Regions from separate parts of the Rattus norvegicus genome. Here region 2 is linked to region 1. A link is a contact called in public Hi-C data. All regions are on one chromosome and are shown on one strand. The core of a region is the stretch at or near the end of the contact, and the rest is flanking DNA. Distances in the headings are between cores, read along the strand shown.

What was found. A called contact is a pair of places that touch in the nucleus more often than the background predicts.
Region 2: a contact with region 1 is called in a Hi-C map of liver, with 5 times the contacts expected there. The contact joins the promoter of Znrf2 here to the enhancer-like site in region 1. A contact is called at or near these places in 9 of 12 Hi-C or Micro-C datasets (the A7r5 cell line, the Rat2 cell line, Schwann cells and 5 more) and 1 of 1 datasets of contacts at active chromatin or transcription factors (oligodendrocytes).

What each region holds. Positions count from the first base shown.
Region 1 is chr4:85,159,819-85,165,570 of GRCr8, reverse strand. No RefSeq gene overlaps it. Among named protein-coding and RNA genes, the nearest start is that of Mturn, 25 kb to the right of the region's middle. Within about 2 kb of position 3,925, at least 6 of the 93 cell types and tissues checked have an H3K27ac peak or open chromatin away from gene starts, as enhancers often do. A contact at or near this core is called in liver, where this site is marked.
Region 2 is chr4:85,278,752-85,284,654 of GRCr8, reverse strand. Znrf2 (zinc and ring finger 2) reads right to left here and starts at 3,953. Exons shown (of 5, transcript NM_001108628.2): 1 at 3,271-3,953. The coding sequence starts at 3,751.

The sequences.
Region 1 (5,752 bases), core at 2,676-5,175:
TAGTTTAAAATAGAAGTTTAACAAATATTTCCTTATTAGGAAATATATTCTCTCATTTCACTGGAATTGGTTGTAAATTCCCGGTTCAGTCCCTAATTTTACTCATTTGGGCCATTCCTTTCTTTTGGTTAGTTTAACCTATGAACTTTGTATCCGATTTGCTTTTCCAAAGAAGTACCTTTTTGTTCCATTGTTTCTATTTACTCTTAGTTTAGTATCAATTTTATTGATTTTTACTCTGCTCATCATGCCTGTGGCTTTGGGGTTTAGCTTCTCCCCCCACCCCCACCTCTCTCAGGTGTGGCTTTGTTGGAGGAAGAGAGTCACTAGGGGAAGAGGTTTGAGGTCTCAGAAACCTCTATCCAGAGTCAGTGGAACACTGTCTCTTCCTGCTGCCCAGGATTGAGATGTAGAACTTTCAGCTCCTTCTTCTCCAGCACCTATCTGCCCCATCACATTGATTCTCGCCATGGTGATAATGGATTGAAACTCTGAACTATAAGCCAGCCCCAATTAAATGTTTTTTAAAGAGTTTCCTTGGTCATGGTGTCTCTTCACAGCAAGAGAAAGCCTAACTAAGACACAGAAGAATCGCCCAGAAGCGTGGGGGCCAGCTAGCCTGCATTATGCAGCGTAGCAGAAACAAGAGAGGTTTTGGTTAAGGAAGTAGAAGGAAAACAGACTCCTGAAAGCTGCCCTCTGATCTTCACACATGTGTCCCTGCACTCATCCACATGCGAATAGTAAATAAAATTGACTTTAATATTATATCAAGTATGAAAGGGGAGAAACATCATATTAACCAAAAATACTGCTAGACATATAGTTAGAAGAAAAAGGGGGGAAGTTAAGGAGGAAGACTCCCAGGGGCGCGTGTCTAGGAAGGGATGGGGGAGGCAGAGCTAGAAGCAGCTTTTCTGTGTCTAAAATCTTGGAGATGTCCAGTTGTATGCATGGTGGGGGGGCACTTTTGAACTCATCTTTCCTCAAGTTTGTGCTGGTGTTGAGACAGGATTGGCAGGTGCCTGACATCCACTGGAGCTATCTTCACTTGAATAGCTTCCCTTCTTTGAATACCAGGGCCTCTGTGGACTGAGTGAATTTTCTCACTGAAAAGATTTCCCAAATCATGCCTGCAAGGGTGTCTGATGCTCAGCTGGGAGTGTCCTAAGTGTATTCAGAGCGCAGTAAGCAACCACAATCCTGAGATCTGTCCAGGCAGAGCATGTGTCTTCATGTTTTCATGATCTCTTAAGTAATGCTCACCCTGCTGGGGGATGCACTTACATTTCTGGCTGTATAGCTGCGACAGGCAGACAGCCCTGGCTACTAATCACACACTAGATCTATCAGACTCTAGGCTACCACTGGGGCCAGGGCTGTGCACATCATTACTGTCTGAGGCAAGCCTCCTGCTGCCTGAATATCTCAGCTTGTCCGCTTCCTGCCATTCTCCACAGCTGCCGCTAGAGCTGGCTTCCTCTGGGGCTGAGGGAGGATAAACTGAGGCACACTGCTCTATGGCTATTCCCCATTTTCAGGCTCAGCTTTAGACAACGGTTCCCTCACTAGTTGGTACCCAGGCACCGTCTTCTATTTCATGATGTGACAGAACGGGATTCCTCCCACTCTGTGGAGGAATCATTCTCGTCTGTGCCTGCAACTGGACGTGAGTCTTCGAGGGTGTAGCTCTGTCCTGAGCATGCTTGCGCTCCCCTGTGGAGGAGCAGCCCCCTGTACCCGTACCCTGTCCAGTGCTCCAGAGAGCAGTGAAGCTGGAACTGGGCCCGGCTTGGTGCCATGTCCTCTGTCTTTTTCTCAGCTATTCAGTCACCTGGCATGGTGACACTGCCTTTAATCCCAGCGCTCTGGCTGGGAGGCAGAGGCAGGTAGATCTCTGTGAGTTTCAGGTCAGCCTGGTCTACAAAGTGAGTTCTGGGGTAGTCAGGGTTACAAAGAGAAACTATGTCTCAGGAGGGAAAAATCCTAATGAACAAAAAGGTCATTTTCATATAGGAATTTTTCTTTGTGCAAGTACAATGTGAAAACTAAGGGCACTTAGAGATAGGAAAGACATGTTTTGGAAAGTATTGGTCTGCACTAAAACAATGGACCTTGAATTACAGTTGTCCCTTGGGACTTGCGGTGGGTGGTTCAGAATGCCTGGGAAATAGCAAACCTTCAGGTGCCTATTAGCATAGAAGCTGTGAGCTTGTTCCCATGTGTCTGAGAACATCTCTACTTATAATGCCTTCTACCATACAAATACTATAATACAGCTGACATATTGTATCCTTTAGGGAGTAATGACAAGAAACCGTCTGTTATATACTCAGCTTACATGCCAGCCTATTTCTCCCTGAATGTTTGATGGAGAAACCCCAGCCATGAGGCCCATTGTCTGAAGTCTCCGTCTGGCAAGGTGGGTGCAAAGGGGATGGAGAAAGGGTGATTCTGGTGTGAAAGCTAGACCCAAGGCTAACTTTCCCAGGGACGTACCTGATCAGGTGAGTACTGTGTCCCAGTGTTGTTGCAGAGCCAGGGGGAGGGTCACTGAATGTCCTGTCATTTCCAGTCACTAGGGTTCCAGTTCTGATTTCAGCAAGCACTCAATTCACTCTTATGGGTGGCCTGTGCTAAAGTTGATTCTCTGTGACTGTTTTTTCTTTTTTAAGAACTATTCAGTACTAGGTACCGGGCTTAGGGCCTCCTGTGTGCTAGGCAACTGATACCCACAGAGCTACATACATACTGGTGTGCATGTGTGTGTATGTACATATGCGCGCGCGCACACACACACACACACACACACACACACACACACACACACACACCAATCTTTGACTTAGGGTTTCACTAAGTTGTCCAAGTTGGTTCTGAACTCATTACTCATTGTAGAGCCCAGTGTGGCCTTGAGTTGCGATCCTCCTGCCTCAGCCCCCTAAGCAGTGGAGATTTATAGGCATATCTACCATGCCTAGCACGTTTCTGATTTTAGGATCTGTTACAGTCCCAGTTAAGTGTCCCTTTAACCTTTCTGAGTAGAGGAAACTAAGATCTAAAAGACCAAATTTCTGTGGGAATTCAGAGTCAAAACTAGAGAAGAAATCTTTCTTTGCAACTTTGTGATACAATCTCCTCAAGAAACCCAGCCCTCTTTATGGTACTAAGAATATTCCTGTCTCCATGGCTCTCTGTGCACCATCTCAGGAGCCAGACTAACATTGCTGGGGGTTTAGCACATTCTCCATAGCCATTAAACAGGAAGTCCTTGGCCCCAGAGGAAAGAAAAGCAGATTTGAGCTCAACAGTCTTTCTGGGTATCAGCAGCACTGAACCTCTCATGCCGCCATGCATGCAGGTGACAAGAAGGTGGTTTGAAATGGTGTCCTAACCACTGCCTATGAATGAGGCTTAAAATGACAAATGTGTGCTCCTGTCACTGTGGAAGCAAGGTGCTAGAAGACCTGCTGGACTACACCTGGGTGAGGCTGGTCACTCCGTGAGGTCAGACAGGTGAGTGCTAAATTCCACTGAACCTGACCAAGGACAGAGGTTTTTTTTTCCTGCTTCTGTACTTTGTCTGACTGAGGGGTTAGATCTCTGCTGCCCAGATTTTCAGGGGATTTAGAGTTAAAGTCCATCATCAAGAGCAAAGGCACATTAAAGCACTGGCATGTCCTGGGGAAGGACTATGAGGAAGATCGAGAGGAAGGCAAGCAGGCTCTTTTCTCAGCCTTGACCGGGTCTAAGCACCAGCTTCAATGCCCTTCCTTACAGCTGCTTGCTTGTCTGTGCCAGGGTCTGGATATTGGAAACTTTATTCATTTTTCTGGTGTCCAGCAGCAGGCTAATCTGGTCAAGGGCAAGGCAGAGGTGAAACACTGTCAACATTCCATTCCGTGCTCAGGCCCTGAGAGGCTGATGAAAAGCGCCCTCTGTTTCCTCATCTTGAAAAAAACAGTAGACAGACAGACAGACAGACGGACATACCTACCTATCCAAAAACTAGTGAGAAAAGGAACAAAGTTAAAAGGAACCTAGGCTGTAACAGCTGTCACAGATCAAGTGTCCAAGGCCAGGCTGTGCTCGCTCTCTCTCTCTCTCTCTCTCTCTCTCTCTCTCTCTCTCTCTCTCCCTCTCTCTTAACAGAAACAAAAATGGTTTAGTATGTAATAGGCAGATACAGCTAGAGTTTACTCACTTAGCACTGTTTAATTCATGAGAAAAAGGACTGGAAATTCACTAGGCTATTCTGGAACTATACCATGTAGCCTATACTCATTGGGACCAAAACCCCACCATTTTGAAATTTAATGAATCAAATCAGATTGCTAAGCTAAAGTGTTAAAACGTTATATTGGGGGGAGAATCTGGGGAATAGTTTGACATTTCCATCAACAGCTTTTCTCCATGTTTGTGTCCTGGGTGCATTCCAGTCCCTACCAAAGGGCCATCCATATTCAGTGACATTTGACTGTGGTGTAGGTTAAACAGACAACAGAAAAGGGGAAAAATGTTTTAATACTTTCCCTTCCTGTGGAAGCTTCTGGGGGGGACTCCAGACCCCCCTTTAGGACTGGGGCCATGTCCTGTGGAACCTGACACATCCCTGCCTAAAGTTCTGCGCCTTAGGCTTGGAGTCCTGGTGTGCAGCAGTTTGCAGTCACCCATTCCCATCTGACCCCTCCTCATCTGTCTCTCCGGCCGGCTCTAAGGACCTGACATAGGTTCTCCTCCAAGACCACTGACAGCAGCAGTTCCGTGTAGACACCATCATAGCAAATCTCGAGTGCTACCCGGCAGCAGAAAGAGTCCTGACCTGAGTCTGCCCAGTGTAACGTATAACCCAGCTGCTGCTCCAGCTGTCCCTCTGTCATTCACTGGACGGTTCGATACTTACCTGGGTGTGGGAGCTGCAAGGATAGACCAGAAAAGACAGGGCAGAAAATAACTGGAGTCAGAGATTAGCAGGCTGCTCTGAAGAATCACAGTTTCATGTCTTGTGCCCTCAGTGCCAACTGCCTTTTGCCCCACCCTGGTTGGTTGCTCCCCGAGGGATGTATGGCCTCAGCATTAGGAAGCCCTTTGTTTATACTGTGCTGACCTCTAGAGGCTTCCAATTAAAAGGCATCCCAGAGGATCCACTTCACTTTGGCATCGACATCCGCTTTGGGGTTGTTTCCCTAGAAAATAAAATGTTAGGTTCTTTTCACATTTCTTTTTTGGCTGCAAATCACAGCTTGCCCAGGTTTTTTTTTTGTTTGTTTGTTTGTTTTGTTTTGTTTTTTTTTTGGTTCTTGGTTTTAAAGCGGCACTGTTTTCTATTCCAAAAAGGGGAAAGATGGGTTAGAGATTCAGAGGGGCTTTGTGCCACTTATGGTATCAAAAGGAAAAGTGTCAGCTGGTTCTAGAAGCGTTTCAACCCTGCTTCCAAACTGCCAGATGGCTGAGCCTGACAAACGGAGGAATTTTTGGTTGACTAACTCAGCAGGACACTGGGCTAGACACCCAGCCCTGGGAGTCTCCAAATACTGGAGTGTGGGTTGTTTTTCCCGTGTTGTGAATCCACCCATGCGTGTGCAGCGCGCCCTGGGGGATATTGTGGTACCCACCCCACCTGCCTGACTTCACTATGGAAACCAGAGTGGTTACTATATCCCTAAGCAAGGAACACTATCCTTCCCTCTTGGCTGTAGTTTGAATCCTGCAATCTACTATAAGGAGAAGGGGTGTGTGGCAAGGCAGGAGG
Region 2 (5,903 bases), core at 2,704-5,203, 120 kb before region 1:
TAAGAGGAAAATCCAAGAATGAAGAGCACATTAACTACCATCTCTCAAATTCAAATATTTCGGTATCTATTGTAAGTAATGACTGAGAACAACTCCATAAAACCACATTTGTGCTGGAAATTAATTATATAAATCTTCCTAGGAACACAGGTCTTATTTAACACACTCAATTTTAAATGATGGCTCAGTTTTTTTCAATGTAACGAACAGGAGACACCTGAATTACAGGCTGCTGAACTACTCACAGGCAAGCCACACCCAGATAAGCTCATGACAATTAAGCAGCCAAAAGCAAGCAAGGAACTGCTGGTTCAGTGTCTTCAAGTAATTCATTTTACCATCTCACTACCACACAGAAACATTACTGAAGTCCACAGGACTTCTCTACAAATAATCTCCACTCATTTGGGGTATTTTAACTGTCTAATTCACTCCTCTGACAGCTACATCAGAAAAGACCATTTTAGCATTCCTATTAACAGCTTTCATGAACATCAGCAATGTAGTGGGAAAATCTAGGCATAAAATAAAGTCACGCAAATCCTCTTTAAGATATCAAGGCTTTCAAATGTCAAGGATGCTCTTAGAGACCAATCTGGGACCAGACGGTTATCAGTATCGAGAGAGAGGACCTGTGTTCCCTCTACATAAGGTATTCACCTCACCAGTCTAGGTTAAAGTAAATGAAAACAAGCCAGCCCCTGCTTCCTCTAAAAACTCCACACAGATTCTAACTATATCCTAATCTCCACGAGAACTCAATGCCTACGAGCTGAAATGTCTGGCCAAAACACACAGCAAAGAGCGCGAATGGCAACAATCATCACAAAAACCTCACTCTATTTGGCAACTCATTGCGATAGAGAAGCTTCCAATCTACTGGCTATACTCCTAAGAGTAGAGCGTTTGAAGAGGGGCGGTTTAGGTCCTCTCTTTCAACACATAGCAGTAAGCATCCACACAGACCTGTACTCTGGGGTGTTCTGTAGCATACTTTCTGGTTAAGAAACAACACACACATTGATGCTTTATACAGTTACAATAAGTGTGTTCCCTTAACTTAGAAATATCCTTTCTCTCAATTTTTCAGTTGGAGTCCATTAGGTATGCCCTAACGATTCATAACTCAATAAACACTGCATACTCTAAACCTTTAACTGTAACAATAAATGTACTGGTATAAAACATAATAAAATGAAGTTAATGTAAAGAATCAAGTCTAATGACTGAAGACAGCAGCACATCTAACTCCCTCCATCTTGGAATGATTAGAAACATGCTCCGATGAGTTTTTCTCATGACCCCACCCACTGACATACACATACAAGCCTCATTAAGAAAAGCCACTAAGGATAGCTTTCACTGTTTGCATCAACAAGTATTTCAGGTCACCACTATTTTGACCCCTTCTCAAGCAAGGTCATGTCTGATCCCCTTCAGGCCTTTGTCAACCGAACTTTCTCACACAAACGAGTGATTATTTTTCTTAAATGATATAAGTCTATAATAGTTCCTAATAACTGGAGGAAAAAGGTGAAACCATTCCACACAACTGACGACTTTAAAACTCAACCTCAGCAGAGAATTGGAGGAGCAAAGCTCCCCCACCCGCAGTGTCACTATCTTGCTACCAAACCTATCTTCCTAACACAAGACTCCTAAAGAACTACCTGCTAGGTAAGCAAATCTAAGAATTGGCTTAAACAAACAAACAAAAAAAAAAAAAAAAAAAAAGAACAAACGAACGAACTTGCATTCCAAGGCTTGGCAAATAGATCAGGAAGGCCAGTTAGCTGCCCTGCTCCAAACAGTTACTTTAACAAAATAAAAACCTACATACTGATGACTCTTATCAAAGAGAATTGTCAGTCCTGAGAAAAACTGAATAAAAGTAGTATTCAGTACATAAAATATTAACTTCAAAATACTCTTCGTAGTCCCTTTTCTGGTTCATATGTACTCTACAATTCTTAGGAAACTACAGATCCTCAAATCACAGTAAGGACATATTCTTTTTCTCAAAAACAGTATTTTTTTTTAAAAAAGATGCTTCACCCTTCAAAACATTGCTGTAATTATTGACACTGCAACACTTACCATAAAGTAAGTTATTTGAGTGCCGGACTAGGTGTTAGGCTTAGTGGTAAAGAGCTTGCCGTACAAGCTCAGTAACTTAAGAGTCCCAGAACCTCACAAATAAAACAAACAAAGCCACCTCAAAAATAATGTGGCTAAAAGCTAAGTACTTTCGTACCAATCGTGCAAAATATCACTATCTAAGATGGTAGAAACTAAACATCACATTCTCACGAACTAACACTAGATTCTGATTGCTTTAGTACACAAATCAGTAAAGACTCTGCTTAATCAATTTCTTAGAGTTTTCAAACACATGAAATAAAACGGTCTTAAAAATCGAAGGGATGGGGGCTGGGGATTTAGCTCAGTGGTAGAGCGCTTACCTAGGAAGCGCAAGGCGCTGGGTTCGGTCCCCAGCTCCGAAAAAAAAAAAAAGAACCAAAAAAAAAAAAAAAAAAAAAAACGAAGGGATGATGTTTACATCATTCTGTGCTTTAAGTATGAATGTATAATACCAGACACATAACAAAAGGAGGTGGCAATGTGCGGCGGAGTTCACATTTTCACGATCAACTGCACCCTTTCTCCAGTTTCAAACATAAAAGCACATCACTGACCTCTAAATTGTCCCTTAATTCTAGTCAACACCACTCTTCGCAGGACCTAGTCCAATTACTGCCTCTGTAGGTAGAGCTGTGATCACTATAAAGATTATCTCTTTAAATAACTGTTCTTGAACTTTTCCACAATCTGCTTCAAAGCAGCAGTGACATTAGCCACAACTGTAAAAGTAGCAGTTTCCTGGGGATGAAGCAACACTTTGCATTAACACATACACCCAGAAAACAAGTATCCAGTTAAGTAGGTAGGGCTATTTACAGAGACGCAAGGATCGCAGTTTTGTTAGGAGTCGATCCAACGGAGAGATAACTTCCTTTTTTCACTCAAACATCCAAGTGAGTCCCTTCTGGCTTTGGGCCTTTAAAATTGCTCGCCCTTCAGCTCCAGGGCAGAACTGCACTCAGCCACTGATCTCCCCTGACTTCCTGGTACTAAAAGCTACAACCACGAGGTTGTTTCGTCAGTTTGTTTTAAAACAATACTTGCTCCATTCACCGCGTTGCAAGGGGCGGGGGGGTACGGGGTGCGCTTCCCCAGCTGGGGAGCGGCTGCCAGGGCAGGGGGCCGTACCTCCAAACAAGTGCGGGGAGAGGTGGGCCGGGAGCGAGCCGATCACCAGACGCGGCCCGCCAGGGCCCCCGCCCGCTGGCCGGTCCCGGTCCCTAGAGCCGACACCGTCCTCTGGGCTGCTGTGCACCGAGTCCTGTGAGCCGTACGGGCCACCGCTGCCGCCGCCACTGCTGGGAATGCTGAAGGCCGACTGTGCCGCGCGGCCGCTCGCCGCGCTGCCCACCGCCCCACCGAGCGAGCGGCTACGGGGCGCTGCCGGGGCCGAGGCCGCCGCTGCTGCCGCTGCCGCCGCCGCAGCAGCAGCAGCCGCCGCCGTGCTGGCCGAGGCGCTGGGCTGCTGCGCGCCGGGGACAGGGGCCGCGAACCGAGCCGCCCGAGCGCCGTCCGCCCCGCCGCCGCCGCTGGTCCCGGAGGGCAGGTCCGAGCCCGAGTAGGCGCGGGTGCGGCCGTTGGCGGCGGGGCCGCTCTGCTTGGCGCCCATGTCCGCGCCGCCCCGGGCCGCGAGCGAGCGAACGAGCGAGCGAGGCAGGACACAGCTCGCGGCTGGTGCTCAGGTAGCCGTACGGACGCGGTCGCTGCCGGGCCGCCGCGACGGGCCGCTACCGCTTGCTACCGCGCTCCGCGGCCTCCGCACCGCCTCCTCCCGGGCGGCCGCTGCCACCGCCGCCATCCTCCGGCTCCCCGGCGGCTCGGAAAGTGGGAGGCGCCCGGCCGGATTGGGGGCCGCCTCCCTGCGCGCCAGCCGCTCGCAACGGGAAAGAGGAACGGGCGGCGCGTGCCCCGGCAACCGTCGCCTCGCGGTCGGCACTGGAGGAGCGGTGGCCGAGTAGAGGCAAAGCGCAGAGATTGGGTCCCGCTGTCCTGACTCTGCCCTACAACCAGGCCTGCCCGCCCAGGCCCCGCCCAGTATGTGGTGATGGACAGACAGGTGGCTCCGCCCCCTAGGCGAGACTCCGGCCACCAATCAGAAGGCGGCCCCTCCTCCCGCACGTGGCCTGTGGACGCTAGAGAAAAGCAAGTGCACCTTTTCCTGGCTGGAGCGTTCGTGGCTGTTCCCTGTGACTGGAGCTTTTGGGTGGGTAGATATGACCTTCGTTGGTATTGTTTACACTGGTTAGGCAAGCAAACAAACAAACAAAAAAACCCCACAATCTCAGCAATGAAGACGATTTAAAGCAAACAAAAAACAATACCAGAGCACAGGAAAGCTGAAGCCAACTTAGAATTATCCTGGGGGAAAAGAAGAGCACAAAATTGGAAGAATGAATGATAATCCCGCTTGACCTTCAAGGGTAGAGCAAAAACTCAGGTGCAGAGACTTCTGCCTGAGACCCAGCCTTCAGGCCCAACACCAAACCAAATTATGCAGACCTAAATTACTTTACCTTTTTGGACTTTAGCGTCATTGCCCAGAATGTTTGGATTAAATCTGCAGAGCAATAGCTGCTTTAAAATCTTGTGGTTTTTCTAAATGGAATTCTAACCACCTTCGTGTATATGGTGCTTGGACTAGCAGGCTCTGACCCTCCCATTTGGAGGGTGCTGGTAGCATTGTCTATGTGCAAGTGTGTTTGTACAAACTGCAGAAATGCATTGTCACAGTTTTTCCCTTTTGTATTTGCGGTGAGTCATTTATGTAGTGATTTTAGACATTCTTTCAAAAGATAAGGGAATGGAGGGTGTGTGTGTGTGTGTGTGTGTGTGTGTGTGTGTGTGTGTGTGTGTGTAAGTGTGTAAATGTTTTGCCTGCATGTAAGTTCCCCACGTGTGCCTGGGGAGATCGAAGATCAAAAGAAGGTATTAAATCCCTTGGAACTGTAGTTATGATTAAATGTCACCTGGGTGTGCTAGGAATCAAACCCAGTTCCTTTGCAAGAGCAGCAGGTGTTCTTAACTGCCGAGCCATCCGCTTCAGCCACAAGTTAGGTTTTTTAATTAGGAGAAATGAGGCCTTATGAACAGGCTTCCTGTAGTAGTTCTCAGCTTCTGGAGAGACTGAATCACAAGGACCACTTGAACCTTAATTCAAAATCAGCTAAGAAACACCAAAAATAAATAAATAAATAAATAAATAAATAAATAAATAAATAAATAAATAAATAAAAAAGCAGCCCCAATAAGGAGAAAAGGGAGAGAGGAAGAAGAGAAGAAAAAGAGGAAGCAGGAAGAAGAGTAGGAGGAGGAGAAGGAGGAGGAGGAGAAAAAGAAGAAATGTAGTTTTACATATATATGTTTTTATATATACATAGCACATGATATATAACTACTCTGAGCTTTTATATAAAATATCTTGTATTACATCATGTGGTTAATGTCTTTTCCCTGCACATGTTACCAGTCACCCCATTCCCAGAGCTGAAGACAGTGCTATGTGACAATGGCCTCATAGTCATGGTACTCATTAGACATCCAACAGTCTATGGCAGTATAGCAGCTTTTCAGTGAATGTGTACATTCATGTTTTCCTGTCACATCAAAATTACTTTTTTTAAAAAAAATGTTTTTTACATATTTATTTGTGTTACCTATGTATGTGACTACATCATGCTGTGGCCTTCGTGTGGTGTCAGAGGACAACTCGCAGGAGTTCTTTCCTTCTACCATGTGGGTTCTGGGTGATTAGTGCCTTTACT